Regions from separate parts of the Mus musculus genome. Here all the other regions are linked to region 2. A link is a contact called in public Hi-C, HiChIP or PLAC-seq, capture Hi-C and promoter capture Hi-C data. All regions are on one chromosome and are shown on one strand. The core of a region is the stretch at or near the end of the contact, and the rest is flanking DNA. Distances in the headings are between cores, read along the strand shown. Region 1 has its middle 61 kb from the start of Fyb. Region 2 holds the start of Ptger4 (prostaglandin E receptor 4 (subtype EP4)). Region 3 overlaps Egflam (EGF-like, fibronectin type III and laminin G domains). Region 4 holds the start of Lifr (LIF receptor alpha). Region 5 overlaps Fyb (FYN binding protein). Region 6 holds the start of Rictor (RPTOR independent companion of MTOR, complex 2). Region 7 holds the start of Ghr (growth hormone receptor).

Evidence for each region. Promoter capture Hi-C pulls out the DNA fragments that hold promoters and counts their contacts. Hi-C and Micro-C count contacts between places; a contact is called where the count stands out from the background. HiChIP or PLAC-seq counts read pairs in DNA pulled down with a chosen protein or histone mark. Capture Hi-C pulls out chosen DNA fragments and counts their contacts.
Region 1: a promoter capture Hi-C map of hematopoietic stem and progenitor cells shows a contact between it and region 2, with 5 times the contacts expected there. The contact joins the enhancer-like site here to the promoter of Ptger4 in region 2. A contact is called at or near these places in 5 of 39 promoter capture datasets (embryonic stem cells, hematopoietic stem and progenitor cells, hippocampal neurons and 1 more), 2 of 115 datasets of contacts at active chromatin or transcription factors (embryonic forebrain and memory CD8 T cells) and 1 of 9 other capture datasets (embryonic stem cells).
Region 3: a FOXA1 HiChIP or PLAC-seq map of pancreatic cancer cells shows a contact between it and region 2. The contact joins the enhancer-like site here to the promoter of Ptger4 in region 2. A contact is called at or near these places in 3 of 39 promoter capture datasets (embryonic stem cells, hippocampal neurons and liver), 1 of 484 Hi-C or Micro-C datasets (cortical neurons) and 1 of 115 datasets of contacts at active chromatin or transcription factors (pancreatic cancer cells).
Region 4: a capture Hi-C map of embryonic stem cells shows a contact between it and region 2, with 4 times the contacts expected there. The contact joins the promoter of Lifr here to the promoter of Ptger4 in region 2. A contact is called at or near these places in 1 of 39 promoter capture datasets (hippocampal neurons) and 1 of 9 other capture datasets (embryonic stem cells).
Region 5: an H3K27ac HiChIP or PLAC-seq map of bone marrow-derived dendritic cells shows a contact between it and region 2, with 4 times the contacts expected there. The contact joins the enhancer-like site here to the promoter of Ptger4 in region 2. A contact is called at or near these places in 3 of 39 promoter capture datasets (cranial neural crest, hippocampal neurons and liver), 1 of 484 Hi-C or Micro-C datasets (CD4 T cells) and 10 of 115 datasets of contacts at active chromatin or transcription factors (T-cell acute lymphoblastic leukemia, astrocytes, bone marrow-derived dendritic cells and 7 more).
Region 6: a contact with region 2 is called in a Hi-C map of CD8 T cells, with 9 times the contacts expected there. The contact joins the promoter of Rictor here to the promoter of Ptger4 in region 2. A contact is called at or near these places in 17 of 39 promoter capture datasets (the 3T3-L1 cell line, 3T3-L1-derived adipocytes, the HPC-7 cell line and 13 more), 13 of 484 Hi-C or Micro-C datasets (CD4 T cells, CD8 T cells, LSK cells and 8 more), 15 of 115 datasets of contacts at active chromatin or transcription factors (DN3 thymocytes, the SCID.adh cell line, T-cell acute lymphoblastic leukemia and 12 more) and 4 of 9 other capture datasets (adipose tissue, embryonic stem cells, liver and 1 more).
Region 7: an H3K27ac HiChIP or PLAC-seq map of extraembryonic endoderm stem cells shows a contact between it and region 2, with 12 times the contacts expected there. The contact joins the promoter of Ghr here to the promoter of Ptger4 in region 2. A contact is called at or near these places in 1 of 39 promoter capture datasets (hippocampal neurons) and 3 of 115 datasets of contacts at active chromatin or transcription factors (extraembryonic endoderm stem cells, microglia and stem cell-derived neural progenitor cells).

Annotation. Positions count from the first base shown.
Region 1 is chr15:6,517,062-6,521,219 of GRCm38.p6, forward strand. No RefSeq gene overlaps it. Among named protein-coding and RNA genes, the nearest start is that of Fyb, 61 kb to the right of the region's middle. Within about 2 kb of position 2,505, at least 21 of the 459 cell types and tissues checked have an H3K27ac peak or open chromatin away from gene starts, as enhancers often do. A contact at or near this core is called in hematopoietic stem and progenitor cells, where this site is marked.
Region 2 is chr15:5,242,145-5,246,020 of GRCm38.p6, forward strand. It overlaps Ptger4 (prostaglandin E receptor 4 (subtype EP4)), which reads right to left and starts at 2,043. Exons shown (of 3, transcript NM_008965.2): 1 at 1,539-2,043; 2 at 117-1,051. The coding sequence starts at 1,554.
Region 3 is chr15:7,212,513-7,216,457 of GRCm38.p6, forward strand. The region is part of intron 19 of Egflam (EGF-like, fibronectin type III and laminin G domains); the gene reads right to left. Among named protein-coding and RNA genes, the nearest start is that of Lifr, 85 kb to the left of the region's middle. Within about 2 kb of position 1,364, at least 28 of the 459 cell types and tissues checked have an H3K27ac peak or open chromatin away from gene starts, as enhancers often do. A contact at or near this core is called in pancreatic cancer cells, where this site is marked.
Region 4 is chr15:7,127,770-7,131,382 of GRCm38.p6, forward strand. It overlaps Lifr (LIF receptor alpha), which reads left to right and starts at 1,803. Exons shown (of 20, transcript NM_001358593.1): 1 at 1,803-2,057.
Region 5 is chr15:6,599,834-6,603,465 of GRCm38.p6, forward strand. All of the region lies in intron 1 of Fyb (FYN binding protein), which reads left to right. Among named protein-coding and RNA genes, the nearest start is that of Fyb, 22 kb to the left of the region's middle. Within about 2 kb of position 1,713, at least 93 of the 459 cell types and tissues checked have an H3K27ac peak or open chromatin away from gene starts, as enhancers often do. A contact at or near this core is called in T-cell acute lymphoblastic leukemia, bone marrow-derived dendritic cells, double positive thymocytes and 2 more, where this site is marked.
Region 6 is chr15:6,706,440-6,710,111 of GRCm38.p6, forward strand. Rictor (RPTOR independent companion of MTOR, complex 2) reads left to right here and starts at 1,942. Exons shown (of 38, transcript NM_030168.3): 1 at 1,942-2,012; 2 at 2,194-2,241. The coding sequence starts at 1,964.
Region 7 is chr15:3,581,292-3,584,972 of GRCm38.p6, forward strand. It overlaps Ghr (growth hormone receptor), which reads right to left and starts at 2,061. Exons shown (of 11, transcript NM_010284.3): 1 at 1,709-2,061. RefSeq lists promoters at 1,797-3,270, 1,797-1,981 and a cis regulatory region at 2,117-2,251.

The DNA.
Region 1 (4,158 bases), core at 1,255-3,754, 1.3 Mb after region 2:
ATCTAATAAAAATTGAAAAAAAAAAAGCTGGGTGTGGTGGTGCACACCTTTAATCCCACCTCTTGGGAGGCAGAGGCAGGTGGATTTCTGAGTTTGAGGCCAGACTGGTCTACAAAGTGAGTTCCAGGACAGCCAGGGCTACACAGAGAAACCCTGTCTCGAAAAGACAAAAAAAAAAAAAAAAAAAAAAAAAAATTTAAATGAAAAAAAAAAAAACACCTCCATCAAAAAAAAAAAAAAGAATGTGTTAGTGCTACAAATAGAGAAGTGGGTTAGTAACTAAGAACACTGTCTTCTTTTCCAGGGGAACGGAGCTGGATTCCCAGCACCCACAAGTATCTGCACTCCAGGTAAAGGGTTCCAGTGCCTTTTTCTGCATTCTGAGGGCACTGACCACACATGATCCATGGTCATGCATGCAGGCAAAACAGTCATACACATAAAATAATAAAACATTTTTAAATAGAGCACCCTGGTGGTATAGAGGTAAGCATGGCTGCCTTCCAAAATGCACCACATAATTAATTATAGAAACCTTCCCCTCCTGACCACCAGGAAGACTATCAGCAGGTTCTACCTATGTATGGGTGAGTTAACAGCAGGTTGAATGATTGTGTATGCGGAGAGGCTTCCTGCCTGGTGGCTCCCACACTGAGTACAAATGGAGAAATGGGGTTAGCCTAAGATTCAGAGAGTGTATATGGGACAAGAGAGGAAACATCTGAAGGAGGAGAGTCAAATCTGGAGTTTTTGCTATTTTAGTATGTTGAAACAAAATGCTATCTTACTCCTTTATTATATTGAAATAAAATGATTGCTACTTCTGAATTTTAACAGAAGATTAAGAAAATAAACATATTCCCCTCTTATATTCTCTGTAATATCATAAGGCATGGCTGTTTATTTTCTAACTCCTGTCGATGATCCTTCCTGTTGGCAAAGAAACTAAGGAAGAAAAGACACTAGGATGGAGAAAAAAGGGGGAGAGGAAGAACGGTAGAGGGAACAGAGGAAGAGGAAGGTGGACAGAAGAGAACAATGCAAAGATCCACTCTTCTTCACGTGGGACCTTTTCTCTCTTCTGCCCACTGAAGTAGAAATCATCACTTTCCAGTCAGCAAAGACAGAGCCCTTGCTACCTTGCAAGGTGTGCAAATCAGTTCATTTCTTCAGCGGGGTAAAGGATACAAAGGGTGACAGAGAGATTACTCTTATATTGTGTATTTGAGAATAGGCACGGACCCAAGAAGTAAGAAACAAAGTACACAACAGACCCACAGAGATTCAAGTCCCCAAGTACCAAGGAAAGGGTAAGACATGAATGAGAAGCCCAACAGCAAACCAGAGACTACGGGATTCAAGGCTAAGCTGTGGCCTTTGTCGTTTTGCTCTCCATGTTAGTTGGGATGATGAAAGACTGCTTAGATCTGGGCTGCTTTTCCTCACTCCTGCTATAGCATGGTTATAGTATATACAGCAAACAGTCACCTGGGTTCACTCAGGAGGAATAGCCATTCCTTGCCCTTCTGGAGTTTAAACATAACTTTCTCTTCCAATTGAAACATATTAAGAACCCTTCTTTGACCAAAGGGTGAGCTCATTTGTCACTGAAAGCCAAGAAAATCCTTTCTTCCAGATCCTTGATGTTTTAAAACATTTTTAAAGACTTTTTAAAAAATTTTATGCACATAAGTGTTTGTCCGCATACCACATGCCTGCTGATACCCTCGGAGATCAGAGAGGGTACGAGATCCCCTGCAACTGGAGCTACAGATGGTTGTGAGTAGCCATGTGGAGGCCCAAGTCCTCTGCAAAAGTAGCCATGTGGAGGCTAGCCCGAAGTCCTCTGCAAAAGTAGCCATGTGGAGGCTAGCCCGAAGTCCTCTGCAAAAGTAGCCATGTGGAGGCTAGCCCGAAGCCCTCTGCAAAAGTAGCCATGTGGAGGCTAGCCCGAAGTCCTCTGCAAAAGTAGCCATGTGGAGGCTAGCCCGAAGTCCTCTGCAAAAGTAGCCATGTGGAGGCTAGCCCGAAGTCCTCTGCAAAAGTAGCCGTGTGGAGGCTAGCCCCAAGTCCTCTGCAAAAGCAACAATTGCCCTTCACTGCTGAGCCATCTCTTCCACCCCTGAACAACTTTATTTTTATTATTTTGAATTATAAACATATGTGTGTGCACATGTGAGCATATTCACATGAATGTAAGTGGCTGTGGGGGTCAAAAGCTCCAGGTTCTCCTGGAGACCTAGTTATAGGTGTTGTAAGTCACCCTCCTTGGGTGCTGGAAAACAATCTCAGGGTCCTCTGAAAAATCAACAGTCACATTTACCTGCTCAGCTATGTCTCCAGTTCCCAGATTCTTTATGTTCTAAACTACAATTTGCTTTCCTAAAAAATTAAGAGGGCAAAAACAACAACAAAAACAAAACAAACGAACAAACAGGCTCATGTTTTTAAAAGAAAAAGTAGAAGAGAATTGGTCTAATTAAGGAAGTACCCACTCTCCGGTACCCAACTTCCTTAACCACACCTCTTCTGGCTTTCCCTCTTCCTGCCTGTTCCATATCTGACCAAGCAGTAGCCTTAGGATATCCTTGAACTCTTACGAATCTGCTTCCGGAGTCTGAGTTGCCTTTTGCTGGCACAGTCCGAATGCATGTGAATCAAAAGGCACAAGTTTATAAAATAAGGCTTTTTTAGCTGACCGTGCTGGTGGGGTGGGGGTGGGAGTGGGGAGTCAGGTCTCTAACCAAGCCTGATTTTGATTTGGCATCAAGCAGCAGCAGCGGTTCTGTTTTAGCTGAGCAATCTCCTCCCACCATGGCCTTTGTGGGGTGGCATGCGCACGCAGTATTCGCATTCAAAGCCATATGCTATCTTAATCAGATTCAAAAAGAACCTATGAGCCCAAACAGGTCTTTTTAAAAAATGAATTTATGATCTGGGGTTGGGGGTAGGGCGGAGTGTGAAGATTAATTCTTACTGAAGGAGGTGAGAATCTGGTGAGCAGCCTAAGCCAACCCGTGTGACGTCATTGGAAAGCCATAAAAGAAATACACTGAGGAAGCGTCATCTGGGGCATGGTAGCGAGACCCGGAGAAAGGGAGGGGAGTGAGTAACTGAGGAGGCGTCCAAGAAGAGGTGACGCCCGCCATCCTTAGCTCTCCCCTCTCAGATCTTCCACACTATTAGTGTTGAGCACCATGCTCCTTTGATGATATAATTGGTGAAACGTTAAGAGTGTTTTGAAAACATGATCACTGGTATTACTTAAATGTTGTCACTGCTTCTTCCTCCACTTGTAAATTGATTTTTTTTTTTTGACATTCAGTTAGTTTCTTTTCACAGCCCAGTATACCTAGGCCTCACCATTTCCATGTGGTTACTATAGCGACCGCTGGAACCTCAGGCTCATTTCTCTTTTGCCTAAGCAAAAAAATATTTCCTGCAATGCAAATCGGAAAGGGAGCACGGTTTGATGAATTATCGACACTTTGCATTCCCTAAGCGACTCCTCCCTGCTAGAAGGAGGGACATTTTTAGAGCTGAGGCTGAAACACAACTTTATCATTTGAAAATGCAACTTTGTCTCTTGAAGATGATCCCATGACACTGGCGCACATCTCTAGTGTCTTCATATGTTTCCTGTCTTATCATGTCGCTCAGAGTCTGGTGGATCTAACTAACTTCACAGGAAGTGTTTCCCTGTGTTTCCCATCATTGCAAGCTACAATGCTTCACGTATCTCCCCATGTTCCAAAAAATAAAAATAGAAACATATTGAATTTTTAGAATCGGAAAATACAACCCTTTGCCTTTCCTGTCTTAGTTAAAGTGTCTTAAAACTTCAGTAGCAACAGAAACGGACCTCGGCCTGCATTTAGAGATAAGCACAGGCTCAAATGGAAGTCAAAGGACTGAAATGACAGTGCTTATCTCACTGGCTAAATGTTTAACAAGTGATTGCTAAATTTCTGATTACCATATAAGTTTCATTCAGTTTGGGGTATAGAGGGAATGGTGAAGTAAGAATAAGCCATCCTGTAGCACATGGTGAAAACTTATCCAAAAGCTTTGGACTTACCTGGGAGATTTAAACAAGTCCTGATGTCCAGGTTTCAACCCAAGAGTGCCTGGTTTAGAGGCTGAGGTGACGTTTGCATA
Region 2 (3,876 bases), core at 793-3,292:
GGAGAAAACTCTGCCCACCTCCCCCCCCCCCAAAGGAATCAGGGAAAAGGAGGGGAGCGTGGAGGCGGATGGATGCAGGAGAGAGGCCCAGTGGGTCTCAGGCCCCAAACACTTACCACGAGCGGAATGGAGCAGATGAGCACCACCAGAGAGGTGGCGATGAGTAAGATGACCATCTGGATCTCCGCACCCGCGATGCGCCGGAAACTCCTGCGGCGGCGAAAGTCGCTGAGGCGCTGCAGGGCTGGGGAGGCCCCAGCGTGGCCCCGACAGGCCACCGAAGCTACCGCGGCGGCGGCAGCCGCATGGTGCTGCTCCGTGCCCAACGAGGTGCGGCGCATGAACTGGCGGTGCATGCGGAGCAGCGCGCCGCACACCAGCACGTTGCAGAGCACGGTGGCAAGGATGAGGAAGGAGCTGAAGCCGGCGTACATGTAAGAGAAGGCGGCGTAGGCCGTTACGTTGGTGGTCCAGTCGATGAAGCACCAGGTGCCCGGGTACTGCCGCTCGGATCTGCCCAGGCCCATGTTGGGCAGCGCGCAGAACAGCACGTTAGATGCATAGATGGCGAAGAGTGTGAGGCCGGCCAGCCGCTTGTCCACGTAGTGGCTGTAGAAGTAGGCGTGGTTGATGGCCAGGTAGCGCTCGATGCTCATGGCACAGATGATGCTGAGACCCGACAGACCGAAGAAAAGTAGGATGAAGGTGCTATAGTCACACAGTGCCTGGTCTCCGGGCCACTGGCCCTTCATGTATGTGGCGATGGTCACCGGGCTTACCAACAAGGTGCCCAGAAGGTCAGTGACAGCCAGCCCACATACTAGAGTGTAAAAGGTCGTCTCTTTCTGCTCCTTGCGCGACTTGCACAATACTACGATGGCCACCAGGTTGCCCACCACCCCGAAGATGAACATCACTGCGGGAATGGTCACCGGGCTGTTCAGCCTCTCCGGAGTGGAGGAGAAGGACGCGTTGACTCCGGGGATGGACATGATGGTGGTGGTTAGTAACACACAGCGTTGGAGCTCACGGTTCGATCTAGGAATGGTACCTAGAGAGAAAGAGAAACGAGCCATTTACCACTTGCAAGGTGTTCGACCCATGGCCAAAATGCTGTGTCGCAGAGATAAGGAGAGCACCCAGATCCAACTTCCTCATCGGTAGCTACTCATTAACTGTGACTACTTAAATTCCCAAGGTCTGGATCCGTTCTGTCAAGAGCACCGCTCTGCTGACATTAATATATTTATTTCCCGCCTATCCCCACCCCCACCGCTCCATAATCAGCTCATTCCCTCGCCGAGATGAGCAAGACCCTTCTCAAGGGAAAAGTGACTCCCTAGTGATATTCCCCACAGAATGGATAAAATGCTCATCGAAAGAAGTTATGGACATTTTGGGACACTATGGGACATTCTGTTCTTTGGTTTCCCGGAAGAGCGCCTGAACACGCAAAGACCTCCATCCCGACTTACCTGTAGGGTGGGGTTAGGAGCCCGGTGTGCCCAAGGCTCAGGCCTCAGATGTTCAGGACCTACCTCCAACCTCAGCCATCAGTCTCTTCCCACGCAGTGCGGAACTTGTCAAGCTTTTGCTGTCTCGGAACCGGGGCTCGGTGGCTGCCAACTTTCCGGAACTGAGGTCAGAGTATCTTGCTTTCAAAAAAGCTTGGAAAGCCAGAGAGGCTAGCGGGATGGGTCGGTGAAGACCAGTCTGGGGTTTCTTGTTTGATTTACTAACGCCTCCTCCTTTCAAAGGCGAGTCTCAGCTTTGCAGGGCCCGCGCAGGTCTAGTGCGGGAGGTCAGCGTCCAGGTGTGTCGCCGCCACGCGTGCAGGTGGAACAGAGCGTAGGTCCGGGCTCCCTCCTCCCCAGCAGCGGGCTGAACGGACAGCTACCGGAGAAGGCGGCTGCCGCTGAGGCCGCTCCTTGGGCTCTGGGGGCGGCACGGGGTCCACTGGGCCTGGGGCTCTGACCTGAGGCCGTTCATCTTCCTCTCCCGCTGCCGGGTTTCGAGCTTCGCTCTCGGCGTCTCCAGCCTCTGAACAAACTTTTCTCCTCCCGCAAGTTTCCCCGGAGGGGGCGGAGACAGTCATAGCGCGGCCCGGGCTTCCATTGGCTGATCTGGAAAGGGGGCGGGGCGAGACCTCCTCTAGCACCGCCTAGGAGCCCGGTGATGGAGGGCGGGGCGGAGAGCTGCGGAGGTCTGGAGGGACCTGCGGGGGTGCCACCCGGCTGCGGGTGCAGCTTCAGTGCCTTCCCTCCCTCGAAGGTACCGAAACCCCCCAGATCGAGTCCCCAGGAAACGCCAGCTCGAGCTTCGCCACTCCCAAGCTGGGCATTTAGCGGGAATGATGCTGGGACCTGTGTCTGGTCTACATTGCTCTGCGGGTTAGAGTGGTTAAATTCTCGCATCTTCCACCCACAGATCAAACATGTGGGTCTTGAGATGTCGGGACAATTGCTTTAGGGCTCTACCCGGGAGCCACAGAGCGGAGAGGAAAAGTGGGTGTGTGGTTGTCCGTGGGTGTGTACGCCCGAGAGCTCCGGGTGGGACTTGGCAGAGGCACGGTGAGTAGGTACCAGGCTTGGGCGGGGAGGCGACTAAGAATCCATCCTCTCACCATAAAAGGAGTTACTTGGCAGTGCCCTAGCTGCGCTCAATAGGGCACCAAAGCGGAGGCGGGGAGGAAGGCGAGCAACACGGAACTGCAACTTCTCACTTAGATGGCAGAGTTTAGGGCTTTCTTTGGAGACCTGTGGCCCACAGGCACACCTGAGATTTAGTTGAGGGGGACTGTTTAACTGTAGAGAGAGAGCATTCTTCCTCAGGAAGGCTGAAACAAGTGCTTTCCTGTTCAGTTTCTGCTAGCCATCTTCACCTGCGGGATGAGAGGGGTTTGAAATTCAAGCAAATTAACGAATTTCCAGGCGTTGCCTCTTTGTTAACTCGGAAAAGGTCTATTTGCCTTTCCCTATTCTTTGGTTTATAGTTTGTTCGGCTTCTTCTTTGATGAGGAACAATCATTTCTTAATTATCAACTATTCTCCTAAAAAACAGAATTTAAGATCGGAAAACACCAGGGGGCAATTAAAACCCTGTCACCAGATCCTTTAAAAACTACACAATGAGACTGTAGTATGGTTTTCTGAACAATTCAACTTCTTACAAAAACCTCACTCCATGCTTAGCATCTAACCGGGTAACTAGGTGGCTTGAATCTTGTGTGAAACAAGTAGGTATGCCTCTACTGTTATTTATGGGGGCTGGAGAGATGGCTCGGCAGTTAAGAGCACTGACTGCTCTTCCAGAGGTCCTGAGTTCAATTCTCAGCAACCACATGGTGGCTCACAACCATCTGTAATAAGATCTGATGCCCTCTTCTGGTGTGTCTGAAGATAGCTACAGTGTACTCACATAAATAAATCTTTTTTTTTTTTAAATCTGCCAAGAATTTATGATTCTTCAGCAAGCCTCAGAAACAAACGAGTAGTGAGAGAACCAAGATTTTACGATTTCAACTAACTTCAGCCTAGAGAAGTACTCAGAATTGTGTTTACTTGTATAAGGGAACATGTGGGTATCAAAATACATTTCGTGTGCAAGCCTTTTCATCAGGAACATCAGAAGGGAAAGCATTCTTAGCTGATAAAAAAAAAAGTCAGTGGTGATGTTCAGTTTTTGAGTCTGCTGTCACCATTGATGTCGTTTTGGTGTCTGCATGTCCTTTGGAGAGTAATCTCTAGAATGGTGTCAGCACAGAACACAAATCAACACCAGAAAAATAAGGACGGAAACTACCTTGCACCCCCATTCCTCACCGGCCACACTGTATGATTGGTACTCATGTTAGCTGGTTGTCAGAAAAACATGAGA
Region 3 (3,945 bases), core at 114-2,613, 2.0 Mb after region 2:
TGCAAAATAGATACTGCATAGTTCTAGCCCCACTCTCCCCCAAGCCCTGAACACCACTGTTCTACTCGTTAGCTTCGACTACTCCAGATACCCAATTAAGTAGAATCACAGGGCAGGTGCCTTTTTGTGATGGCCTCACTTCACAGTGTAAGGCCGCCAAGGTGATCCAGGCACACGTATGGAAGCATTGTAGCTACAGCACTGGAATCAATGAGAAGACCTTATCATCTGCACCACTTTGCACAGCATTTCTCTGAGATTCCTGCCCACCATGAACCTTGGAATATGGCCGTGTTTGGAAAGAGGGTCTGGTGTAGTTAGTTAAGACGAAGCCACAGTGGGTTAGAGGGACATTCCATCAGTATGACCGATACCATTGTATGGAAAAAATCTGAACACAGAGACACATGGGGGGAAATGATCTGTGATGATGAAAGCAAAGACTGAAACTATGTATCCATCTATTAGCTAGAAACAGGAAGACTGCCACTCAGCGCCAGAAACACCAACAGAACCCCCTTGGTCCTGCCAAGGAAGCAGTTCTGGTGACATATTGAATTTTGTATTTCTAGTCTCCAGAACTGTACAAACATTGATTTTGGGGTGGGGGCTTGTAGGGTGTTTATATGTTTTGTTGGTTTTTTTTTGTTTGAGACAGGGTTTCTCTGTGTAACAGCCCTGGCTGTCCTGGATCTCACTTTGTAGATCAGGCTGGCCTCGAACTCACAGAGGCTCACCTGCCACAATCCCCCCAAGTGCTAGGATTAAAGGCGTGCACCACCACACTTGGCCAAACATTGATTTTTTTTTTTAATGTTATAAATTTCATGATAATTTATTACAGAACTCCTGGGAAAGTACTAAGCACTTTCATGTTAAGAAAGAGAGAGAGAGAGAGAGAGAGAGAGAGAGAGAGAGAGAGAGAGAGAGAGAGAGAGAGAGAGGAGGGGAGGGGGAGGGGAGAGGGAGGGAGGAGGGAAGGAAGGAAGGAAGGAAGGAAGGAAGGAAGGAAGGAAGGAAGGAAGGAAGGAAGGAACCCAGTATTGTAGAGTAAGCTGAACTCTAGAGATGAAGAGAATTTGCTTGAAATCACAGAGGTGAGATATAAAATTGAGTTTCATGTATTCTCTACCCCCCCTTTAATATCAGACCTACCTTGTCCATCTCAATTCCCAGATACTTTGACATCCTCAAGGACTCAGAAGTCATGGGTGTGCTTCCCAGGAGAAATAGCCCTCTCCAGGCACTCACAGCTCATTCCATGATTTTAATTTGATTCAATCCAGCAAATATTTAGTGAGTGACTACTCCAACCTGGGCAGGGGGCCAATTGCCTAACCTTCCCTGGATAACACAATCAGACCATGTGCTCAAACATCCAGAGAGAGGGGCCCACAGGGGCAGCTTTGTCCTCATTGTGGGAAGAGAGGTGTGTACACACTGTGGGGGGCAGGGGGGGGAGAGGAAGGCTGTTGAGAATAGAAAGCATTTAGTTTTCCCAGAGAAAGTTCTACAGCTCGTTCATTTCCTAACAGAGACCCACAGAAACAACACAGCCACAGCACTGAACCGAGGATAGAAGCTGTGAGATCTTGGCAAACCAAGGGACAAGGCTGCCACCAGACCCTAAAATCTATACCGTTTTATAGCACATATTCCTACAGCAAGTGTCTCCTATGAAAAAATAGCCTGAAGATAGGGATTTGGAGAATTCTTTATGTGCGAGCCAAATGCTTTTTACAGAAAAGAATGAACCTGGGCTGAGTGATTGTTTAGAGGCTAAGGATGCTTTCCAGGAATCATGGCAGCCAGGGTTCAAGCCCCAAGACCCTCATGGTGGAAGGACAGAACTGGCTCCCATAAGTTATTCCTCTAATCTCCACCTGTGCACTATGGCACGTGCGCGCGCGCGCGCACACACACACACACACACACACACACACACACACACACGCGCACACACACACACACACACACACACGCACACACACACACACACACACACACACACACACACGCGCGCGCGCGCACACACACACACACGCACACACACGCACGCACACACACACACACACACACACACACACACACACACACACACAGAGTGTAAATAGGTGTGGGGAATGACCATGAAGCAGAAGCAGAGCTGAGGGGTTAGTTAACTCACTGCATGTGGCTTGGCTGAGCCAAATAACATGGTTGGCAGAGCATGGATATTCACATTCTACAGACCTGCCCAGATCCTCAGTCTTGTCAACTTTACCAGCTCCATGACCTAAGATGATTTGCCTAATTCTCTCAAATACGGGCAAGACGCTTTCCCTGCAAGACTATAGAGACAGTTGACGAACACAGGACACAGTAGGGCATACATAAATAATGCTACCATGCCAAAATTGTGGGATTTGGTGAATCTTACTCAGGAGGTTGACAAGTTAACTTCCTGAGGTCTCCTCTGGGAGCGCAGCCCTGTGGCGACATGAACCCAAGGTGATAAACATGTAACTAACATGTCAGGAATGCCCAGGTCCTGCAGTCAGGTGACCTATGTGTAACTGTAGGGAGCCACACCTGAGTGTGGCAGTCTGTGTTCCTGTGACTGAAACATTTTCATTGTATTAGAACCAGGTGAAACAAGGGTGGGCTTCATTGTTTTCTGCAGCCGTTGGCTCTCTTACTTGAAGGAACAGGACATGCACAAGGGAGTTCAAATAGAGGTTGGCAGACAAAAATCCCACCATCATTTAGGTGGGGCAAATCGGTTAGTTTCTTCATGACTTAACTTTCCAGTCCAGACTCCATAATTTCAGGACCTGCAGAGAGCCATCTCTTCATACTGTCCCTAGATTATTTTATATGCACCATATACATGGTCTCAAACTTACAGTGTAGCGGAGACTGGCCTGCAAACCCCCCACTGTCCCATTTCTACTTCCCAAGTATTGAGATCATAGTTATTCATCAACATATCTGACTCTACATATTGTAAGCTTCCCCAGACTGCCCACTGAGCAGATGTGCACTGCACAGGAAGGATGCCTAGCTACCAAGCCAATCACTGCACAGGAAGGATGCCTAGCTACCAAGCCAATCACAGCACAGGAAGGATGCCTAGCTACCAAGCCAATCACTGCACAGGAAGGATGCCTAGCTACCAAGCCAATCACTGCACAGGAAGGATGCCTAGCTACCAAGCCAATAAGGTCCTCCATGTTTGACTTGCTGCTCTATCAATGTTCCCTGACTCTCACTACTGAGTCCTAAGTCACCTAGTGTGGTGTGTACCAATGGCTGACAGACTAGCCACCAAGGCGGGACACACACACAGGTATACACACAGACACAGACACAGACACAGACACAGACACACACAATCACACACACACACATCCTCAAAGCTCTCCCTCCACAGGTATGTACTTCCTCTAACTACGCCATACCCACTCCAGCAAGGACACACTCACTCCAACAAGGCCACACCTCCTAATAGTGCCACTCCCTGTGTGCCAAGCACTCAAACACATGAGGCTATGAGGGCCAAACCTATTCAAACCACCATGGCTAGAAAGTCTAGAAACTTGAGTATACCGCATTATCTCAGAGTCTCCCTCCTGTTTGTACTAGAAACATTGCGATCTTAAGAGTGAGTGTGTGCACCCTGGAGAATAGTGTACACTCTAAACCTCTCTGATGCAAGTTCCTCAAGGCCAGAATATTTTGCTCTGATTTATTTATCCTTTTATTTTTTTGTTGTTTTATTTTGAGACGAGGCCTCTTGTAGTAGTACACATTGCCTATAGATCTCATTATGAATCTGAAAATGGATCGCTTCTCGGCTTTTTGGTTAAGATCAAGTGTGTGAATCTGAAAGTGGCCTTGAACTCCTAACCTTGCTTCCACCTCAGAAGAGCTGGGATGACGGGCGTGTGTAGCCATACCTTCCCA
Region 4 (3,613 bases), core at 553-3,052, 1.9 Mb after region 2:
GAGGGCCACCCAAACTGCACAAACTTCAGGCCCCACGAAATTTGTATCTGTTCCTACATGTGGGAACAGAACTCAGTTCACAGGTGTGTTATAAGGATTAAATAGTAAATTCATATCAAGAGAGCAAGGCCACAGGGGCCAGCGTTCTATGCAAGGTGAAAATCATGTGGTTGTCTTGTCTGAGGTTTACTTATCTATTTTTTTCCATGCAAAAGGATGCTAGGTCCTGGACAACGAGGCTGTGCCATGCTTTTCATGAACTCTAGATATGTATGAGTCTCTTTAGTTATTAAACATTAAACATTCTTATTTTGTTTACCTTAGGTACAAAGATAGCAATATTATTCTACATTAAAACACTTGAATCTATTTTTTTCTTCTGACCTGAAAACAAATGAAAATACTTTTGTTAGCTCCTAAAAGCTCTGTGAGCCATAGGTGCTGTGTCTAATAGAAAAGACAGAATACTGCAATATGAATACCAAGTCTCTCAAGTTGTGGGAAAGAATGGGGATAAAGGAAAAGCAATATGGTCCAACTTAAATGGGGGCGGGTTCAGCACAGTCCAGAAACAGTCATGGACAGCAGGAGGCACTTCATGTTCAAAATATGCACTTTAGTGGAGTTGGTCACTAGGATACTCTTAGTGACTTTATTTTGAAAGATGTTATTAAGAATTTATTTTTTCATGCAGTATATTTTCAGGTGTCTTGTTGCCCATTTTGGAGTTACATTATTAACGGGGGATATTTATTTTAGAAAATAAGCTTCATCCTGCCGATTTGCAAATTGCTGTAGATTCTAAAGTCTAGAATTTCAGTCAAAGGTCCCTCACAAACTCCTTGGCCCTGGCGCACCAGATAAATCACATCTGAAAACAAACAAGCGGCTCCCTATGGAAGGTGTGTCTGCACAGCCATGTGACTGCGTGCCAGTGGCTCCGTCTGGCACATTTCTGAACTTTGCAAAATTAATTGTGCTAAAGAGAACACCATCAAACGCGTCCGGCACAGAGCGTAAACATCTTCAAACCACGACTCTGCGCCATAAAACACTCCTACCAATTTCATTTGGTGCATTACTCTGGAAGGAACACCGAGGCCAAGTGAAACTGCGGAAATGGGAACAATGCACGGAGGAAAAATCTCACCCCATTAAGGGATCCGTTTCTTCTCTGCACAAATAAGCCCAACACGCCTCAGAGGCACGACTAGATGGCTCCAGGATGTTCTCAGTTGCCCCCGCAGGCCCTCAGGAGCTGAGAGGTCCCCTCACCAAGAAAGTAGGGGAACTGAGTGGCAGCGCCCCGGCTTGGGGGCAGTTTAGGTAATGCACAAAATCAGAAAGAAAGAAAGGAAAAAAAAAAAAACCCGCAGTAATTGGCGTCCGTGTGCCTTTTCGGGGCGACACGAGTTTCCTCCTCCGCGCACGGCTTGCAAAGTGCAATGACAGCGGTTTGGGAGCCGCGCTGCTTCCCGCAGGGCCGCCTGGGCTCCGCTGGCCTTTCCGGAGGCTTTGCACCCGCAGGGCCGCTGCGCTCTCGCCCGCCGCTCGGTGACCTTGCAAGGCTGGCCGCGCGACCGGAGTCTCGGCAGAGGCACCTCCCTGGGCGCCGGGCCCGCGCGCGACCCAGAGGCTCCGACTCACGCGCGGCCTCGCGGGCCCGCGGGCCCGCGTCCCCGTGCGCGCGGCAGGGACGGCGGAGAAGGCTGCGGGGGCGCGCGGGGCGGGGCCTGGGCGGGGCCTGGGTGCTGCGCCCCCCGCCGAGCTCCTCGCAGGCGCCGCCTCCGGGCGCGCAGTCTGCGCCGGAGCGTCTCGGCAGTGGCCGCGGCCGTTATCGTCGCCTGGCGCTGCGGTGGCTCGCGGGGTTGGGAGAAGGCAGCGGCGGCCGGTCGTCGGTGGCCGCTAGAGCCGGCCTGCAAGGGGACAGGGGCGCCAGGACGGCGGCTGCTACCACCGGACTGCTCCTTCAGGACTGCAGTCCTGTGCTGCAGGGTCCGGGCTGCCCCGGGGCGGCGGCCGACTGGGATGGCAAGATAGCGGCGCGGGAGCGGCTGGTGAGTGCGGGGGCGCGGCGCGGCAGCCCGGAGCGCGTGCGGGGGGCGCGTCCCCGGCTCTGGGGCAACGCCACTCGGGCTCACGCCGTCCGTGCCAGCCGAGGGGTCAACCCTGCAGCCCGCGCCCACGCGGGCTACACCGCGGGAAACTTGTGCGGCGCGAAGGGCACTGAGTTCCAAGGCCAGAGGTTACCAGGGGGATGGGCAGGACCTTTAATTCCCCATTCGGAGCTGCGACCTGCCAGATGGTTTCCTGCCCCTAAACCTCAGCGCTTCAGAAAAGTAGTTCCTCGTCCTTTCTGTTTTGATGGTGCATTTGACTGACCTGTCTGTAGTTCTAGGTGCTTGTGTCCGAAGGCGCTAAACTTATTAAACTCCCAAGTTAAAGTGTAGGCAAGCAAAGTTAGGCTTCCTAATGGATGGCTTTCCGGATGTGTTGTCTAAAGCACAAAGCTGAGATCGTGGACCCAGACGCACAGAAAACTGCACAGCAAGTGTTGTGAACTTACACAGGAGCTTGAGTTATGTGATTCTAGCCCCCACTTCAGCTGCCAAGACACACGAATCTTTCGTTTACACTAGGGTTATCTTTGGGTCCCTTTCTGTAGCTGTGTTTAATGCAGTCAGATACTGAAAGGACACGTGCGCTGTTACTGACTGACAGTTACATGCATTCTTTGCGTTTACTTTGTTTCTTTAAAGTGGGTTTTTCAGCAGAACTTTCAGTTTAAACTTTGCCATCCAATGCCTTCCCTTGCATATTTAACCCAGCAAATAATATTTGCTTAGAGTTGACCTGACTTTACGTTAGTCAGGAGTTCAAAAGCGGTGCCCACGTTATATTTAAAGCACCGCCCCCAGTGAAAAACTAAAGCATTTGTTTATTGCAACTGATGCCGTCCCCTCCCCTTGCAGGATTATCTTGACACAGATCTGAAGTCATACTCCACTAGGAGCAGAGGCTCCTCGGGTGAGACTGGCAGAGGGAAGCAAATCTCAGCATAGCCTGTGCTTTTAAAAAACACTGGACTGTGCTCTTTTCTTTCTCTCCCTGACTTTCCTTCTTCCAACCAGGTGGAAACTGTGTTCATTTGGAGGCATCCATGAGGAACCTTAAGCTCAGTTTCAATAGGAGGCGTATTGTCAAGGAGGCCGGAGCTGCTGTTTGCTCTCAGGCCAGAGTTGAGCTGAGGTGTGTTTGCCTTGTGAGAGGTGAGATCACAGGCTGCTCTGCTCCAGTGAGTGGAGACTTGGAGTCTCCTCTGGGGAATGAGGACCGAGGACTGTGCTTTTAAAACCAAATGAATTATTTCCTGAGTTTTAAAAACTTTTGCTACGGAAGACTCATTTTTGGGGGGACTGTGTTAGGAATAGTGTAGTGATGGTGTGAAGACGTTACCATATTAATTTGTGGGGCACCTCTTCACATTAGAGAAAATCCACTGGTTACGTAGTTCAGAGTAAAGGGCACATCTCTCTCCTACCACTCCCTTAGCATCAGTAAGCACCAGCTTTCTGGCTCTTTTCTCTCTCCGAATGTAGCCCAATGCTTGGTA
Region 5 (3,632 bases), core at 463-2,962, 1.4 Mb after region 2:
ACCCATTCTCATTTCTTGGCCCTGGCGTTCCCCTGTATTGAGGCATATAAAGTTTGCAAGACCAAGTGGCCTCTCTTCCCAATGATGGCCGACTGGGCCATCTTCTACTATATATGCAGCTAGAGACACGAGCTCTGGGGTTACTGGTTAGTTCATATTGTTGTTCCACCTATAGGGTTGCAGACCCCTTCAACTCCTTGGGTACTTTCTCTAGCTCCTCCATTGGGGGCCCTTTGTTCCATCCAATAGATTACTGTAAGCATCCACTTCTATATTTGCCAGGCTCTGGCATAGCCTCACAAGAGACAGCTATATTAGGTCCTTTCAGCAAAATCTTGTTGGCATATGCAATAGTGTCTGCATTTGGTGGCTGATTATGGGATGGATCCCCGGGTAGGCACTCTCTAGATGGTCCATCCTTTTGTCTCAGCTCCAAACTTTTTCTCTGTAACTCCTTCCATGGGTATTTTGTTCCCTGTTCTAAGAAGGAATGAAGTATCCACACATTGGACTTCCTTCTTGATTTTCTTGTGTTTTGGAAGTTGTATCTTGGGTATTCTAGGTTTCTGGGCTATATCCACTTACCTGTGAGTGCATCTCAAGTGAGTTCTTTTGTGCCACAGACGATTCTGATTCTCTCTACTTTGCAGCAAATACCAAGGCTGGAAGATCATGTGATTTATCCAACCAATGACTGAGTCAAAAGCAGCACTCAGACTACACCCCAGGCCTTTGGGTGGAGTCTAGGTTTATATTGCAATACCTGCTCCTTTAAAAACCCCATCTCTATAAGTTATTAAGATGCTGTAAGACATGTAATATACACTCAACATTAGTCCTTATCTCAGAATTAGGATTTTTGCAGAAGGGGCTAAAGACAGAGCTCAACAATTTAGAGCACGTGCTATTGCAGAGGATCTAGGTTTGATTCTTAGGAAACCTGGTGGCTCCTAACCAATAGTAACTGCAGTTCCCGAGGAGTCTATGGCCTCTCCTGACTTCCACAGGCATCTGACATGCATGCAGTGTGCATACGTACATGCAGTCAAAACACCCACACACAAAAGTAAAACAAGTTTTTGAAAGATTTTGTGCAAAAAAAAAAAAGTTCTATAAGTAAAACATATTTGGAAAGCCCCAGGATAAGCTAAGATTGTCTTTTTATTATAAAGACACAACTGAGGGATCCAGTGTGGTGGTGCATACCTATGGAAGCCTAAAGCAGGCAGGTCTTGTGGGGTCAGTGCTAGCCTGGGCTACAACGCAAATCCAGAATACCTAGAATATAGGAGACCTCATCTCAGAAAACCAAAACCGTGACTGAACTGAGACCTAGAAGGATCAGAGTGAGAGGACAGTCTGCAGGGATTTCCCAATCACAATTCTTATAGAATGTTTCTATTTTGGTTCAGTTTCTTTGTTTGTTAGTTTGATTATTTTGTTTTTGTCTCCCTCTCTAAAAATTACCTCAGTGGGACCAGTCTCCCTCAGAACTAACCCTAGGGTTAGTAACAGGTGAGAAAAAACAGACTGGTGGATAATGGTTACAGTTCAAGTTCAGCAGGGACAAGTGACTTGCATTTGCTAGGAGAGCCCTCTGACTGATCAGAGTGGAAACGTAAAAGGAAGTAAAAGGAGCTTGTATTCTCTGTTGTTAATCTCGAGTGTGCTTGAGATGGGGAAGCTAAGAACGACTTTTCAGAAATATGTCACAGAGTAAAGTAGGAAGTGGCCATTGTTGCAGTCTCTGAGAACTCTGCAGGGTTGCTGATCACTTGATGTGGTAAGGCGTGTGCACACGCTCTGCCAAGCTCAAGATCACCAAGCTCACACTGAAGAATATTCCAGATTTGAAGTTCGAAATTGAATTCTATCAAATATCACAGTTCACATTCAAAACATGAAGTCAAGCAAGTGTAAAGTTTGTAAACTCGCTGGGCGGAAAATTAAAAGTTTCTTCCTAAAGGATGCCCTAATTCTATAGCGATCCGTAATATGTATAATATTACAATCTGTAATTGAAAATGATCAGCCAGACAGGATCTAATCAGCCTACTGCAGTCAAACTGGAAAATGCAATTGGGTTTAACATCAAGAGAGATTCCATTCTGGGCCGAATCATATCAATTTCAGAAGATATTGGACCAAGTAACTTCTTCAATCACCTTCTCATTTTCAAAAGGAGCAAGTTGAGTTAGACTTCCACCAAGGAGTCTCTCTGAACTAACTCTCTGTTCTTGAGAAGATGGTAGGCTACAGACCTCCTAGGCTTGTGAGTTCCCCTAAGGAAAGAGAAGCCTCCCTGCGTGAGCCGAGCACATAGTAAACATGTAGCAACAACTTAGCTAGGTTAGCCACAGCCCACAGAAGACTAGGCAGGTGTCGAGCCTCGGCCTTCAGGGCCTGGTGTAATGTTGCTAAATTCAAAATGGGCTGAAAAGTGTAAGTATGCATCCAGACTGCCTGGAAATTACAGTAGCCATCAAATAGCTACATTCCTCTATTGTCTGGACCAAAGGTTTAGAGGTAGACTCTATCTTTCAAGTCAGAAGTGCTATGTACATATGTGCAGATAGATACTTTGGAATTAGGGGAGCCTCTTGCCTTTCAGATCCGATGCCTGCCTCTTGAGGTGAAACCTGTTCCTGGTTTCACCCATGTGTTGTTCCTTCAGCAACCTAGGTTAAAATGGGCTTGAGAAGGCAAACAGAAAGACTATAACAGGAGAGACATCTTGAAATAGAAAATCAGGAAGCTGTGTTGCTCCTCTTAGTTTTACTTTTAACTTTAACAGCAAGCCTCATTTCTGAAAAACTCTAACGTTGCATACAATCTGTGTTTCCTTCCCCATAATTTGGGATTGTTCTGAGAAGCAAATACTGTTTACCATGGTGAAGACTGGTGTATCTAATGTTATGCCCCTCGTGATAACTGGCATCAGGTGAAGACTAGCTGTGGTGATGGGAGCTGTGGGTTCTGAGATATTTAGTTGAGTTAAAACTCTAGATTTGCCTATGAGAATGGCGCCAATATCAGAAGCGGCAGCATATCTCCCTATGTGACTGTTCTTAGGAAAGATGTTGAAACAACTTAAGATTCTCCTAAGACAAGTGTGAACATACAACTGTGGGGGTGGGGGCAGGGTGAGCTCTGACACAAGGGACACAGCATTTGAAGTAAACTGATCTGTCCCCTGCTTCGCTCCATGCCTCTGCATCTTTTACACAAAAGGAATTGCCCACTGTCCTAGACAGCCACTGATGTAGTGGGCACGCTCTATTCTTTATAAATCATAACTTTGTCCACTGCGGGAATTTAGATTCCTGAACTCTTGTCATCAAAAGCTAGGAGTGAGCTGGAGAGAGGGCTCAGGGGTTAAGAGCACCGACTGCTCTTCCAGAGGGTCCTGAGTTTAATTCCCAGCAACCACATGGTGGCTCACTACCTATAATGGGATCTGATGCCCTCTTCTGGTGTGTTTGAAGACATTGACAGTGTACTCATATACATAAAATAAATCTTTTTTAAAAAGTGAAGAAAGAAAGAAAGAAAGAAAGAAAGAAAGAAAGAGAGAGAGAGAGAGAAAGAGAGAGAGGGAGGGAGGGAGGGAGGGAGAGAGAGAGAGAGAGAGA
Region 6 (3,672 bases), core at 692-3,191, 1.5 Mb after region 2:
TAATTTATTTTGTTTTTAGTGATTGTGATGTGTGGAGGGATGAAAGATAAACTTTTTCATGTTCTGGCCAGACCTCCAGCTTTGTGGTCTTCATCTAAGGCAGGAAATAGAATAAATAACTTCCATAGAGACTTGGAAGCTATATAAAAAGGAAGCAATTTTGTTGTTTATCAAGGCTTGTGCTGATAGTGTCAGGGAATATTTCTTTAAAGCACTGTAATTGTGTTAGATCCTTAAAGCTAAGTGCAACAGGGCAGCAGATGCCAGAATGCAGACTTCATCCTGAGATATGGGGTAGTACCCCAAGAGAGCAGCAATTCAAGTTTATTTTCCTGGTGTTTCTTTATTTTTCTTTTAAAAACTTTTGTTGCTTCTACAACTGTCATAGATCGACTATTGGTTAAAAGTCCAACCACAACTATTGGTTGTAGGTGACCAAGCAAGAAGAAAATATGCAGGCATGATCCCACAATTGAAAGGGGAATAGTAGTTTACATTCAGATACACATCTTGGATTTTTTTCCTTATATAATGCTTGTAAAAGTATTTTATAATGAACCATTTGAATTTTATATGTATTTCAAGCATTTATGAGTAAAGGAAATCTGTAATTGCTTACTTAATACCACTCTGTTAATATACTGGATCAACAAAGTCATTTTAAATTACATTTGCATAATTTCTACCTTTGGGCTTTCAAGTCTACAATTGCTCACTATTATTAACACGGAGAGTCTTTCTAATATTTTTTTATTTTTCTTTTTGATTTTAGAGAGGTTTTGGTTTGCTTTTTTTTTTTTTTTTTTAGTGAGAACATTATTATTATTTAGAACATTATTAGAACAAAAGGAGCTGAAGGTTTACACTAACAGATACTCGTTTTTGACGTCTGTACTAAAAACTAAGTGGTTAAGGCAAGATCTCCACTTTGGACTTTTAAGTCTGGAAGAGAGAGGTGAGGAATAGGAGGAGACAAAATATCCTCTCATTAAAGTAATCTAGCTTAAGAGAGTTGCTGGGTTAAGGGCCAAATGAGTGCGTACTAACCCGCTTCTAGAAACCCGTAAACTAATCCTTGTGACTAGTCCGCATTAAAAACATCGATCCTCGACATCGGCATCAGCCAGTGATGTAGGAGTAACAGAAAGCCAGGACGAGGCGCCCAGCCTCCTCCCCGGGCTCCGGGAGAGGAAACCCTGTCCCGGGCCTCCAGGCGCTGGCGCGCGCCGGGGAAAGAGTCCCGCGCTCGGGCGAGCGCCCTGCACGCCCGCTTTCTGCACTCCTTGCACGTCGGATGCCCGGCGGACCGAAAGCAAACCTCCGCCCTGCCGCCCAGCTCTCGGCGGCGGCGGCGAGCGGCTTTGCCTGTGATCAAGCGCGAAGCCGCTTAGCTCAATGGTCAGAGCGTGGGTGGAAAACAAACTTTGTTACGTGTTCACTCGGGGCGCCGCGGTTCTGGGAAAAGGATCAAAGCGACATTCCTAACTGTGCGCCGCGCGCCTTTTTCCCGGACCCCACCCTCTCTTTTAATAATAATAATAAAAATAATGGTAACAATTTTAGCCGATGAGTAAGGAAACGGGCTTTAAAGCCACGCGGGGAGTGCGGCGGGGCGGGCCAGCAGGTGGCCCGCCCGCATCCCGACCTCCGCCGCGCGCGCGCCCAGAGTCCCGGGCCACATCAATGGGCGCCCCCCCCCCCCGTGGGAACTGCGCCTCCCACCACGCCTGCGCCCCGACGCCCTGCCCGTGTCCCCCCGCCGGGGGTCGCATCCCACCGCCCAATGCGGGTCGGCACAGGCGGCGGCGCGTTGCTCGGCGCCCGCGGGCGAGCCTCCGTGCCGAGGGGCGGGGGCGCTGCCGCGGGAGGGGGGCGGAGGGGGCGGGAACGGCGCGCGGGGAGGGGAAGGGGGTTCTCGCGCGATCGGGCGAGGTTTCCGGTGTTGTGACTGAAACCCGTCAATATGGCGGCGATCGGCCGCGGCCGCTCTCTGAAGAACCTCCGAATACGAGGTAAGCCCGCTCGCCGCCCTCGCTCGCCTCACCCGGTGCGGGTCACGGGTCGCGGCGCTCGGCTTTGCTCCGGGCCTGGGGATGGGGTGGGGTGAGGTTGGACGGGGAAGACGAGCGGGGCGTCGGGCGCCGCCGGCCTGCGATGGATTCTAACTGGGGTTGTGTGTCTTGTCTCGCACAGGGCGGAATGACAGCGGCGAGGAGAACGTCCCGCTCGATCTGACCCGAGGTAACGCGGGCCGCCGCGGCCGCCGGGGAGGCGCGGGCAGCCGGGCGGGCGGGCTGGCAGGCGAGCCGCGCGGGGCAGCGAGGGGCCGAGCCCGCGCCCATCCCCCTGCCCCGCGCCCGGGTGGCCCGGGTTGCCCGGGGGGCTGAGCCCGCTCCGGGGCCTCGGGCGGCTGCGGAGCTCCCCGGCCGGCTCGGTCGCGTGTGTGTCCCCCCTCCGTCCGCTCCCGGGTCCCCCCACCTCCGGATCCCGGGGGCGGCCTTGGACGGGGTGGGTGGGGGAGCAAGGTAGAGGTTGTTATTTAGGTTGCTGGAGGATGTTTGTGGGAAGAGCGACCACATCCTGCCCTCCCCGTTCCCCCCAAGAGCAGATGCTGGACCCTGCCGGCTTCTTGCTCACTGCGGGACTGCTCTTCCCTGCCCGTGGGATCCTCTTGGGTGGGGTGGGGGGGGTCCCCGCAGCTTTTTGAGAACCCGGAGAGCCCGTGATGACTGCTAAGTGTCTGGTTCACGCCGCAGCTCCCTGCTGCTCGCTTCCCGTCTCCCGGGCCCGCTGGGGCTGTAGTTGGCTGGAGACCGCCCGCCCCCTCACTCGGCCGCCGCTTCATTGTGTACCTTGTGGCTGCAGTGGAGGAGAGCTGGGTTTGTTTACACCTTTCCCAGCAGGGCGAGCCCCGCGTGTGTTTTGTTTTTAAGAACCGCACCCGGCGAACGATCGGTATTTTCTTGCTTCGGTCACCGGCCCCCGGGCTGGTGTTTCATCTCCCAGTATCTCGCCGAAGCATCAGTCCGTTCTCTGCCTCCTTAAACAGGAGTTGGGTCTACAGATTCCGGACGGTCCGACTCCACAGCGCTGGAGTGGAGTGTAACTTAACTAGTTCTGCTGTTACGGAATCACTTTTTGAGATCCGTGAAACACCTTAGGACGTTAAAACAAGACAAGAACAGTCGTAAACATTGTATATACGACATGAATTTGGTTCCCCCACCCACCCTGTATGTAGTGACCGTCGTATAAAGTTATTTGGTGGATGTGGGATTTGGGGGACCCATCTCTGTATTGACTGCGTAATTCAGTTCTGTTTCGGTTTTTGTATTGTAAGAATCCTTCTGTGTAGACTGAAAGACTAGTTTTGATTTAGTTTCATGAACACGTGTTTGTTGTTTAGCATTTGGTTCTGATAGTTTAGGAAGCTGTTTTGAGTAAAGGAGCCCTTTCAAAGGGGAACCTCTTTAAAGATCCAGTGCAGTGGTGTGTCAGTCCTAGAGATGGCGACTACATCAGTGATCTGGAACACTCTTACCATTAACCAGCTTTCAGAAACACTATAGAAAAAAGGTCAAGCTTTAGTTGTTTTTTTTTTTCAAATTTGTAAACTTAATATATACCTGAAAAATGTATACAAAGTAGGTTTTCCAGACAGCGGTTCTGAGT
Region 7 (3,681 bases), core at 811-3,310, 1.7 Mb before region 2:
TGATACTTTGTTTCTGTTATTTTACTTAATTTCTATGTAACATTTCAATCTGTGAATATATTTCAGTAGCTGCCACATCAAGAATAAGGTGATACCTCTTGTGATCTATGTAGAAAACAGCTACATAGTTCTAGTTGCTACCACAGATCCAATTTCTGTAGGAAGAGGTAAGCACTGTCTCAGCTACATCCGGGGAGTTGAGGAGGAAACACCCTCACTGAGACCTCTTATCCCCACCCGGACACAAACAGCAGCACCCGGGAGACAGACAGATCCACAGTAAATCTGCTCTGGTCTCTCAAATTCTGTAACCACACATGCATACCTCTCCTAGACATTTAAATGCCCTCCCACTCAGCTTTCCTGAGAACTCCAGAAACCCCCATTTCCAGTCCTCAGACCTTCCAAGGCAAGTTAAGTTAGGTATTTTAAAGTCCAGGAAATTTATTCCTATTCAGGAACAGCTGTGTCTTCTCAACTCTCTGCCTTCCCACTACCTTTCTCTGTCAGGCCAAGACCTCCTGGAGATACAAACAGCAGGCAGCATCTCTATGGTTTCTTTCTCCCACTCAACACCCTGATTCAGGAAGCCAACACACCTCCCAATGCGCTCCCACACACGCGTGCAAACATACAGCACACATACATACTGCACACCTCTTCAGCACACACATCAGAGCTCACCACGGAAACCTGCACCCTGGTCCCAGCAGACGTACTCCCCGGTGCTATATATAAAGTCCTTGCCCAGAAATAGATTTCCCCACGCACCCACAAGCGGATAGTCCCATGTTACAACCACTGCTTGCAGCCAGCTCTCTCCCTCTCTCTCTCCAGACGTGACCCGACTCACCCGCTCAGCTCTCAAGACTCTGCAGTTCTATCAGAACTTTGAGCCTGGTTGATTTCATAACCACGAGTGTGTCCAGCGCCGGGACAGTTTGGCTTGCCACAATTTCCACTCACCCCAGTTCATGGAGGCTCTGGCGTCGGTGACTCTGACTCCAGCTCCTCTGCTTCCAGCTTGCAGCTGCAGCCTGCACAGACTGCGCAAAGGCAGAGCGCTGCGGGGGTCGCGTGCTTCACAACCCACCCTCCGGAGTCCCTCAGGCCATCACACCCAACCAGGAGCTCGCTTCAGACAGCAGCAGCAGCTTCCACAGTCCTTGCTCCAGGTTAGCAGGCTGATGGTGACAAACACACTCGCGAAACTTTTAAGACCAAGAAAACAGTCTTAGGAAGAAACCTCTCCTTGCATCTCACAACCTGGTTGGAGCAGGCTCCAGGCTGGGACAGTTCGCTTGCTGCCCCCCATTCCTTGTCGCCCACATCAACTTTCAGCTTCACTCAGCACCAAGAACAACTTACACACACACACACACACACAGGCGCGCGCGCGCACACACACACACACACACACACACACACACACACACACACTTCTCCAGGACACGGAGGATCGGGTTACACCAACCCATCAGCAGAAAACAACTTTTGAGAAGGGAATACAACCCACTCTAAACTCATCAAAATAAAATAAAATAAAATAAAATAAAATAAAATAAAATAAAATAAAATAAAATAAAATAAAATTATCGGGGCAAATACATAAAAGTGACCCCAATTTTTCACAAGCAGTTGGCATGCCCGGGTCTACTCCCAGGTCTCCTGGCACAATGTGAGGGAAATAAGAACTCCCCTCCAGTACCTCGGAGTTTCGCCTCGGGAGACAGAACGCGGGTTCGTGTCCGCTTGGGGGCTGCTGGAGCCGAGGCCTCAGGCCCGCGTGGACCCAGCCCGGGATCCCCGCGGCTGCCGGGGTTCAGTAACAGCCGTCGCCGCCACCGCCGCTGTAGCAGCCGCCTCTGCCAGTGCCGCCGCTCCCTAGACCGCCTCCTCTTCCCATGGCTGCGCCCTGCTTGGCAGCTCGTGGGTTGTCAGGCTTGGGGAGGAGGAAGGGGGCGGGGTGAAACGGGAAGGGAGGAGGGGAGGGGAGGGGAGAGGAAGAGAGGGGAGGGGTGGGAAAAGGCGGCTGGCGTTCGGCTCTGCGAGGGACCCGCCGCCGCCTCGGGGATCCAGGCTGCCTAGGGGAAGGGCAGCGGGAGCTGAGGGCAGCTAGCTCCGGGGCCGCTGCGGGGAGGCTGAACGCCGCCCCCGCTACTCAGTCCGCAGGGCTGGGATGAAGCTTTCTGGCGAGGAGTTGCGAGTTGGTGCGTGTCGCTCTCAATTGGGCGGCAGGGCTCCTCCTAGAGGAAAATATTGGTAGTTGCGGGAGACTTCCCTCCTCTCCACCCATCGGGTTCCCCCAAAGAAGGCAGTATCTAGAAGTCCTCAAGAACAGGCTGTAAGTTCAAAGAGAGCAGTGCACCTCCTGCAGGTACAGGAAGAAGTAGCCTTGGGAAGTGTGATGAGTCTACTAGGCTTTTTTTTTTTTCCATTTTTTTTATTTTTATTTTTTAAAATATTTTATTACATATTTTCCTCAATTACATTTCCAATGCTATCCCAAAAGTCCCCCATACCCTTCCCCCCCACTTCCCTACCCACCCATTCTCATTTTTTTTTTGGCCCTGGCGTTCCCCTGTATTGGGGCATATACAGTTTGCATGTCCAATGGGCCTCTCTTTCCAGTGATGGCCGACTAGGTCATCTTTTGATACATTTGCAGCTAGAGTCAAGAGCTCCGGGGTACTGGTTAGTTCATAATGTTGTTCCACCGACAGGGTTGTAGATCTCTTTAGCTCCTTGGATACTTTCTCTAGCTCCTCCATTGGGGGCCCTGTGATCCATCCAATAGCTGACTGTGAGCATCCACTTCTTGTAAGACTATGCCGGGGTGTACTAGGCTTTTATCTGTCTAGTTGGTTCCAATTTTCAAACTCCTGCTCACTGGGACATTAAAGACATTCCAATCCGAGAGGTTAAAATAAAAAAAGTGGAGACAAAGTAGGTAATTTACCAAGAATGCATGTTTGTTTGAAGAGAGCTATGTTAGTACGGAACACAGGTCTGCAGGGAAGGCACGAATAAGGTCCAGCCTGAGGTTTGTCCTTGTTTGTGACCTAGAGAAAGACACAGTTTGTCTATCAGACAACAGGCTCTTGCTACCTAGGTCCATTTTGTTGAAAAAAAAAAATTAACCAAGATGGGAGTTGTCAAAGCACTTCTTAAAGTCAGAGTGCTGTGTAAGTATTGTCACGAAGCACCAGACGGCTTCACCACTCTCTTCTCCAGGCATAGAGTACAAAGGTACAAAAGTCCAGCCCCGGGGCTGTCTAGCTGTCTTGTATCTGGTGGAGCAACTGGTCATGTGGTCTTTTTACTGTTTGCTTTGTTCTGACAGCTAGTTGTAAGCTCACTTATCTTTAACCTTCCTAACAGCCTCAGCTTTAAAAAGGACCCCCACCCCCTCTTTTCACTAGCTTTCAGACCCAGAGTCACAGTAAAACGTTTAAGCACTGCAAAAGAATAAAATAAGCAATTCCACACTAAGGTGATGGATGGGGTAGAAACGGAGAAACAGAGGACCAAACTCTTTGGAACTTCTGTTTTCAAAGTAACCGTGCAATTGGAAACATTCTCAGCATCTTTTCTCATGAGCCCAGCTGTGTCTCAGCTGTCTCTTATGCATCTAGCATACGGAAAGGGGAAGAGATTCTGGAGATGATATGGATCGTGACT